Linked DNA regions of Anser cygnoides: region 2 is linked to region 1. Evidence: chromatin contacts called from public Hi-C data. All regions are on one chromosome and are shown on one strand. The core of a region is the stretch at or near the end of the contact, and the rest is flanking DNA. Distances in the headings are between cores, read along the strand shown.

What was found. Hi-C and Micro-C count contacts between places; a contact is called where the count stands out from the background.
Region 2: a Hi-C map of liver shows a contact between it and region 1, with 12 times the contacts expected there. The contact joins the promoter of LOC106049825 here to the promoter of LRP1 in region 1. A contact is called at or near these places in 2 of 7 Hi-C or Micro-C datasets (both in liver).

The regions. Positions count from the first base shown.
Region 1 is chr32:3,278,288-3,281,987 of Taihu_goose_T2T_genome, forward strand. It overlaps LRP1 (LDL receptor related protein 1), which reads left to right and starts at 1,979. Exons shown (of 89, transcript XM_066985784.1): 1 at 1,979-2,152. The coding sequence starts at 2,077.
Region 2 is chr32:3,468,105-3,471,804 of Taihu_goose_T2T_genome, forward strand. It overlaps LOC106049825 (inhibin beta C chain-like), which reads left to right and starts at 1,822. Exons shown (of 2, transcript XM_013202247.3): 1 at 1,822-2,776. The coding sequence starts at 1,837. R3HDM2 (R3H domain containing 2) reads right to left here and starts at 1,098. Exons shown (of 24, transcript XM_066985446.1): 1 at 942-1,098.

The DNA.
Region 1 (3,700 bases), core at 729-3,228:
CATTGCCTCCCTGGGGGGGGGGGCAGGCGTGTGACGTCATCGTTGTGGCTGCTGACGTCATCGGGGGGGGGGCGCGGGCGGCTCCTGCCACAGAGGGGCCGCAGGGTGGGTGCCTGGTGCTGCCCTGGCCCCTGTGGCACCCAGACTCAGCCCCGTGCGGCAGCGGCACGGCGAGGAGAATGACGTCACGGCGCTGGCTCTGACGTCACGGCGCTGGCTCTGACGTCAGAGCCACGGCCGCGGTGCTCGTGGAGGGATGGGCCGCTGCCCAGGGGGTGCTGAAGGAACGCACGTGCAGCCGATGAAGGAGGGACGGGGCTGGGGCAGCCCCGCGGTCAGTGGGGCTGGGGGGTCCGCGCTGCCCCCAGCCCCACAGCCTGGGTGGGTCCCCGGGGCCTCGGCAGCATTGCAAATACCAGCAGCGCGGCTGCCGCCCCGACCGGCCCAAAACGCAGATCGCGGTGACGGAGACTCTTGCTAACAAACATCCGGGGCAGGGATGAGACGTTCCCTGTGGAGAAAAGGATGTTTGGGTGAGGTGAGAGGAATGCCGTGGCTGTTTGGGGCCGGAGCCGCTGCCCGTGGCCCCCCCAGGTGGGCTCACGGCGCATCCCCCTGCCAGGAGCTGGCGCTGAGCCCGAGCACGGCTCCGACCGTGAGCCACGCGCTCAGGACCCAGCATTGGATGAGCAAAATATGGCCTGGCCCCCGCGGGACCCCGCTGCCGGGACCCTGGGCTGGGGGTCACGGCCTGGGGCCACGGCCTCATGCTGCGGGGTGGGGGCGGCGGGCAGCACTGGTACCGTACCCATACCATGTGCGTCCCTACAGCATGCCCCTGTCCCCCATACCCATGCCCCTGCTGATACCATACCCATGTCCATACCTACACATGCCCATACCATACCTATACCAAACCTACACCATGTCCATACCCATCCCCTCACCATGACCGTACCTCTATCCATACCCGTTCCCATTCCATACCATGCCCATACCTCTGCCCATACCTATTCCCATACCATACCATGCCCATACCCATTCCCATACCTACAACAAGCCCCTACCTATACTGATACCGTACCTAAGCCCATACCTATTCCCACACCATACCATACTATACCCATACCCATACCCGTATCATGCCCATACCTATTCCCATACTATACCCATACCTATTCCCATTCCATACCATGCCCATACCTCTGCCCATACCTATTCCCATACCATACCATACCCATACCCATACCGATACCATACCTATACCTCTGCCTGTACCTATTCCCATACCATACCATGCCCATACCAATTCCCATACCTACACCATACCCATACCCATACCGATACCATACCTATACCTAAACCCATACCTATTCCCATACCATACCTTACCATACCATACTATCCCCATCCCCATCCCCATCCCCATCCCCATGCCCATCCCCATCCCCCCCCCATCCCCATCCCCATCCCCATCCCCATCCCCATCCCCGTACCATGCCCACCCCATCCCCATGCCCATCCCCATCCCCCCCCCCCCTACTATTCCCATACCATCCCCCTCCCCGCCCCCTACTCCCCCCCATCCGCCCCCCTCCCCAACCCCCATCCCGGTACCTGCCCCCCCTCCACCCCCGCCCCGCCGGGGGGGCGCAGCCCCGGCACCTCCCGCGCATGCGTGCCCGCCGCGTAGGACCCCCCCCCCTCCCCCCCCCCCCCCCCCTCCTCCCCCCTTCCCCCAACCCCCCCCCCCCCGCGCGGCGGCCCGAGCCCGGTGACGTCAGGCGGGCGGCGGCGCGCGCTCCATCCCCCGGCGGCGGCGCGCGCAGCCCCCCCCGCCCCCGCCCCCGCCCCGCAGCCCCCGGCGCCGCCGCCGCCCAGGGCCGGAGGGTCCCGGTTCTCCCCCGACCCCCCCCCCCAGTCCCGGCCCGGCCCCCCCGTCCCGCCCGGCCCGGCCCGGCCCTCCCCTGCCCGCCCCCGCCCTCCCGCGCCCCCTCCCTCCGCGGATGTCGGTGCGCGGGCCCGGGACGCGCCGCCCCGCGGGCAGCACGGCGTGAGGAACCGGGAGCCGCCGGCATGGGGCCGCTGCTGCTGCCCCTCGCTGGGTGCCTGCTGGCCCTGCTGGCCGCCCCTGCCGCCCGCGCCCTCGAAGGTGAGTGCGGGGCCGCGGGGGGCGGCGCGGCCCGGGGCGGCCCGGTACGGCTCGGGGCGGCCCGCTTCGGCCCGCTGTGGCCCGGTTCGGCCCCGCCGCGGCTCCCCCGGGGGCTGCGGAGCGCTCCCGCCGCGGGGGCCCCGGCCCTCGCCGCCGCCGCGCTGCGGAGCGGAGCCGCCCGCCGGGACCGGGGGCGCGGGGCTGGGGCCGGGACCGGGACCGGGACCGGGGCTGGGGCCGGGGGGGCTCCGCCGCGGGGGCTGCGCTCGGGCCCGGGCCGCTGGCGGCGCCCTCAGGACCCGGGGGGGCGCGGGGCTGGGGCCGGGGGGCGAGGGGGGCCGGGACAGGAGCGGGGCCGGGGCTGGGGTCGGGACCGGGACCGGGACCGGGGCCGAAGCGGGGCTGGGGCCGGTCCCGGCCGCTGCAGTCGCGGCGCTTCCCCCGGCGGCCCCGCTGCGACAAAGCAGAGCGGCCCCGCGGGTCCCCGCTTCTGCGGAGAAAATAAAGGGACCCCCCAGTTCCTGCAGCAGGCGGCCTCCCCTCCTTCCCGGCCCCCCCCCGGTAACTTCCCTCAGCTCCCCCCGCTTTTATTCCCCTGACACCCCCCCCACCGCCCCCATTTTCCCTCTGCGAGCGGCAGCGGCTGCCCTGCGGTGACAGCGCGGCCCCCCCGGCCCTTGCGTAACGGGGCCGGTAACGGGGCCGGTAACGGGGCCGGCCGGTGGCCCCGCACCGAGTGGCTCCTTTTCAGGCTGCGCACGTCTGGCCCCTGCCGGGATTGATCTGCTCGCCCCCCCTTCTTCTGCAGCCTCGCCGCGCCGTACCGGGGGCTCGGAGCCGGCAGCCCCGGCCAGCGGGGAGCCGCCGGCGGAGAAGTTCCTGGAGACGTTTTAATGCGTGGGGCGGGAGCCTGATTTTTTTGTTTTTTTTTTTGTTTTTTTTTCCCCCCCTTAAAAGCCCGGAGATTTGGGGTTTTGAGTTGGCTCGCGCAGCTTTCCGCTGACGGGTTCCCTCTAGCCCAGATGGGAAGGGCCTGGCGAAGGCGGCAGCCTGGAGCCCAATTTATCGATGGGGGGATTTGGGGGAAGCTTTCGCTGCCCCCTTTTAGCACCCACCTCGGCGCGAAGCCGCTGGCGCTCGGTGCCGTGGCGGAGACGGCAGCGTCCAACCCATGGCCGGTGTTTGGGGGGGGGGGCTGGAGGCCCTGGCCTCCCCCCCCCCCCCCCACTGGAGCTCCAGGCACCCAAATCAGAGGGAGGCGGCGGCGATGCCGCTCGTGTCCCCCTCTCCGCTGACACCCGTGCGGGGTTGCTGGAGCCGCTGGCACCGAGCCGCCCTCTCCCTGCAGGCAGAGAGCGCGCCGGGGTTTGCTGCTCGGCCTCTCCCCTTTTCGGGGGCACCTCGGAGGCGTCGTCCCCCCCCCCCCCCCCCTCGGCCGGGGTTCGAAGCAGCCGGCGGATCCCGAAGTTGGTGGGGGCGGGAGGGACAGGCATCAGTCATTGCATAAGCTGCGTTGCCTTTGGAAACGAGGCTGCAGCAGCGATGATG
Region 2 (3,700 bases), core at 572-3,071, 190 kb after region 1:
CTTCTTAAACAGAAAGAGGCCAGAAGGAACAATAACTGGAAAAGGTCGCTATCCATGAAAGATGTAATACAGAACGCAAGGAACTAAAGGACGTAAGGAAAGGGATGAAAAAGCGGTTCACAAAATGGGGGACAGAAGAGAGGTAGCAGCCCCCCCCCCCCCCCGTTACATCCACTTCCACACCACGCGAGGAGCTCACGGGGGCCACCTCCGAGCCCGTTTCAGGGGGACGAAGGGGCCCGCTGGGCGCAGCACCCGCTTACCTGGGAGACCCGCGGCCGGAACGCCGCCCCGGCAGGAGCCGGCGGCAACCCCGACGCCCGGGGGTTTTCGGAAGAACCGAACCCCGGCGCCTCCCGGCACAACGCACGGCGAGGGTTTACCCCCGCCACGCGACAGAGGCCGTGGAGCCACCGCACCACCCCCCGGGTAACCCCCAGCGCACCCCCCGCGGAGCCCCCCAGCACCCCAGCGGCTCCCCGCTCCCTACCGGCAGGGGGCCGTTAACGCTCCAGGGCCGGGTTTCGAGGCGAAGGCTCCGCCGCCGCGGGCCGGGATCCCCTCCCCGTGCTCCCGGGCCACCGAACCGGGCGGCCCGCGGCCATGGCGGCGCCGGGCCCCGCTCACCTGTTGCTGCTCCGCCTCCACCGGGAGCCGCCGCGGCCCCGGGCCGGGCGGAACCGCGCTGCCGGTGCTCCGCCGGCTGCTCCCGGTGGCGGGGACCCGGCGGGGAACGGGAGGGCGCCGCCGGGGCTCGCCCTGGAGGCTGGAGACCCGCGGCCGGGCCGGTCCCGGGGGCAGCGAGAGGGGGACCGGCCCAACGCCCCGACGGCTCCGATCCCGGTCCCGGCCCCGCTCCCTGTCTCGCCCCGCTCCCAGCCCCACGCCCCGGTCTCGCTCCCGCTCCCGGCCTCCCGTCTCCCCCGTCCCCCCGCACTCACCGGGCCGGGCCGGGCCCTGCGCCGGGCCGGGGCCGGGGCCGGGGCCGGGGCCGGGGCTGCTGCCGCCGCCGCCGCCACCCCGGGGCCGGGCCTGGGCCAGCGCGGGCCGCCCGGGCGGGGCGGCGGAGCGGGAGGGGGGAGCGGGGCGAGCGGCGCGGGGGAGGCGGGGCGGGACCGGAACGGGAAGGGAGGGGGAGGGGCGGGCGGAGGGGCGGGGCGGGGAGGGGAGGGGAGGGGAGGGGACGGAGGGCGGGCCCCTTACGCGCCGCGTCACGGCCCCGTGCGTGCCGCGTCACCGCGGCGCTCCCGCCGGGCCGCCGTTGTCATGGCAACCGGGGCGGTGGCGCCCCCTGGTGCGGGGGAGGCCTGGAGGGGGCGGGGCCCCAGCGGAGGGGGCGGGGCCAGGAGCGGGGGCGGGGCTGCCCTGACGGCCCCGCCCCCTCGCGCCCGGTGGCCCCGCCCCTCCTGGCTGGGGGGGGGCGGCCCCCCCCCCCCCCCCCCCCCCCCCGGTCTATCCGGGGGTCTCCGCGCTGCCCAGTGAAGGCCCCCCCCAGCTGCCCAGAGCCCCCCCGGCTGCCCAGTGACCCCCCCCCCCCGTCTGCCCAGAGCCCCCCCGGCTGCCCAGGACCCCCCCCCCCAGCTGCCCAGAGCCCCCCCGGCTGCCCAGGACCCCCCCCCCAGCTGCCCAGAGCCCCCCTGGCTGCCCAGGACCCCCCCAGGTGCCCAGGCCCCCCTTCAGCTGCCCAGGAGTCCCCCTCGTCTGCCCAGAGCCCCCCCTGGCTGCCCAGTGAGCCCCCCCCCACTGCTCAGGGTCCCCCCAGCTGCCCACAACCCCCCCCAGCTGCCCAAGACCCCCCCCCCGACTGCCCAGAGCCTCTCCCCCCGCTGTCCAGGGATGCCCCCTGGCTGCCCAGGATCTCCCCTGGATTCCGTGAGCAGCGCCCCGCTGCCTGGTGAGGGCCCCCCTGTGTGCCCAGAGACGCCCCCCCCCAGCTGCCCAGCAGCCCCACACCACAGGGACCCCCCCCGTCTCCCCTCAGCACACGTGGAGACCCCCACTCACGGGTGGGCTGCCACAGCTTGGGGACCCCCCCCCAGCAGTACCCCAGGGCACCGTCACGGGCCTGGCCTGGTGCCCCCCATTCACAGCCCCAAACCCCAGCTCCGAGCGGGCGCTGGCGCCCCGGGTGCACGGGCCGAGCACCCACCGCTCGGGTCCACCTTAACCCCGGGGAGAGCAGCACCCGCGGCTGCCCCGTGCCCAGGAAAGGCTCCTGTGGGATCACAGGGGCGTTTATCTCGCCCGGGATCAGCCAATATTTGTGGTCACATCGGGAAAACAAGCCCTTCCTGCCGGGTCCAGCACCACTGCCCTACCTCCGCTCTCCCGGCCCCGGCTCTGCTGTCCCAGTTTGACTTGGGCTTATCGGGACGGCTCAAGGAACCCGGTGTGCTGGGACCCCCGAACTGTCAGCTGCCGGCACCGGGGATGACGGCCGCGGTGGCTTTCCTGCTCCTGAGCCTTCTGAGGATGGCAGCTGCCAAGGGCGTGTGGTGCCCAGCCTGTGGGCTGGCGGCCCTGGCCCCTGCCACGCAGCGGGACATCCTCATCGCGCTGGCGAAGCAGAGCATCCTCTCCAAGCTCCGCTTGCCGGACAGGCCCAACATCACCCAGCCCACGTCCCGGGGCGCCCTGCTGACCGCTCTCCGCAGGATGCGGGTGCAGCGCGCCGACGCGCCCGTCGCCCCAGGGGTGCTCCGTGCCAGCGGCGGCCCTTACCCACGCCCTGTGCCGGGCGTGCAGCACTACGAGATCCTGAGCTTTGCCGAGTCAGGTGTGTGCAGAACCCCCGGGCCCTGTGGGCGTGGTGGGACGGGACCCCACGGGTGGGGGGCATGGTGGGATGCGGGGAAGGCGCTGAGAGGTTTCCTCCTGGGCACGGGTACCTTGAGAGCCCCGCGCAGGGGCGCTGAGCGCCTGCAGGCACTAACGGGCCGGCACCGAGATGCTCCGTGGCCAGAACCTTTGCACCCACGTCCTGAGCTTGCCCCGAGCAGCTCACCCCTCACCACGGGGAGGGGAAGCACCGTGGAGACCCCGAGGCTCCTCTCAGCGTTTTGTGGGGGCAAGGGGATGGGTGGGAGCAAGGACAGGCTGCGGGGTCTCGTTAAGTCGTTGTCCGTTTCTGTCGGACCTTCCCTGCTTGTGCTGGAGGTGGGTGGGTCAGGCGGCCAGGTCAACCAAAGCGTGATTTCGGGCCCCGGTTCCCCAGCAGCTCCTCATCTGGGGAGTCAACTCCAAAGCCCGTCTGCTCCCCCCGGTGTTCTTGCTACCCGAAGTGGTGGGCTGCCGCGTGGCGCTCCGGAATCAGCTGCCTCCCTGGGTAGAGAGAGCTCCACAAAACACGCTCGGGGGTCCTTTACAGGCATCACTGGAAAAGCGGGGTCCTGTACCCCCACTCCCAGGCAAATGCAGCCTTTGGAAAGAGGCAGAATAGGCCCCGCACCCCGCAGAGCATCCTCCCGAGCTGCCCAGACCAAGCTGCTGCTCGGTGAGGTGCTGGGGGGAGCATGCACCCCTTGCAGGCCTCTGTGTGTTTTCATGGCTGCTGTGGGATCTTGGGGGCTTGCTTGAAGACCCCTGGGAACAATGCTCCTCCATGGCACATTGTGTTCCTGCACGTGAGGGCAATGCGGAGATGTCTCCCAGCTCAGCAGAACATCTGCTGGAAACGAGGGAGCAGGCATGAGCCACGGGC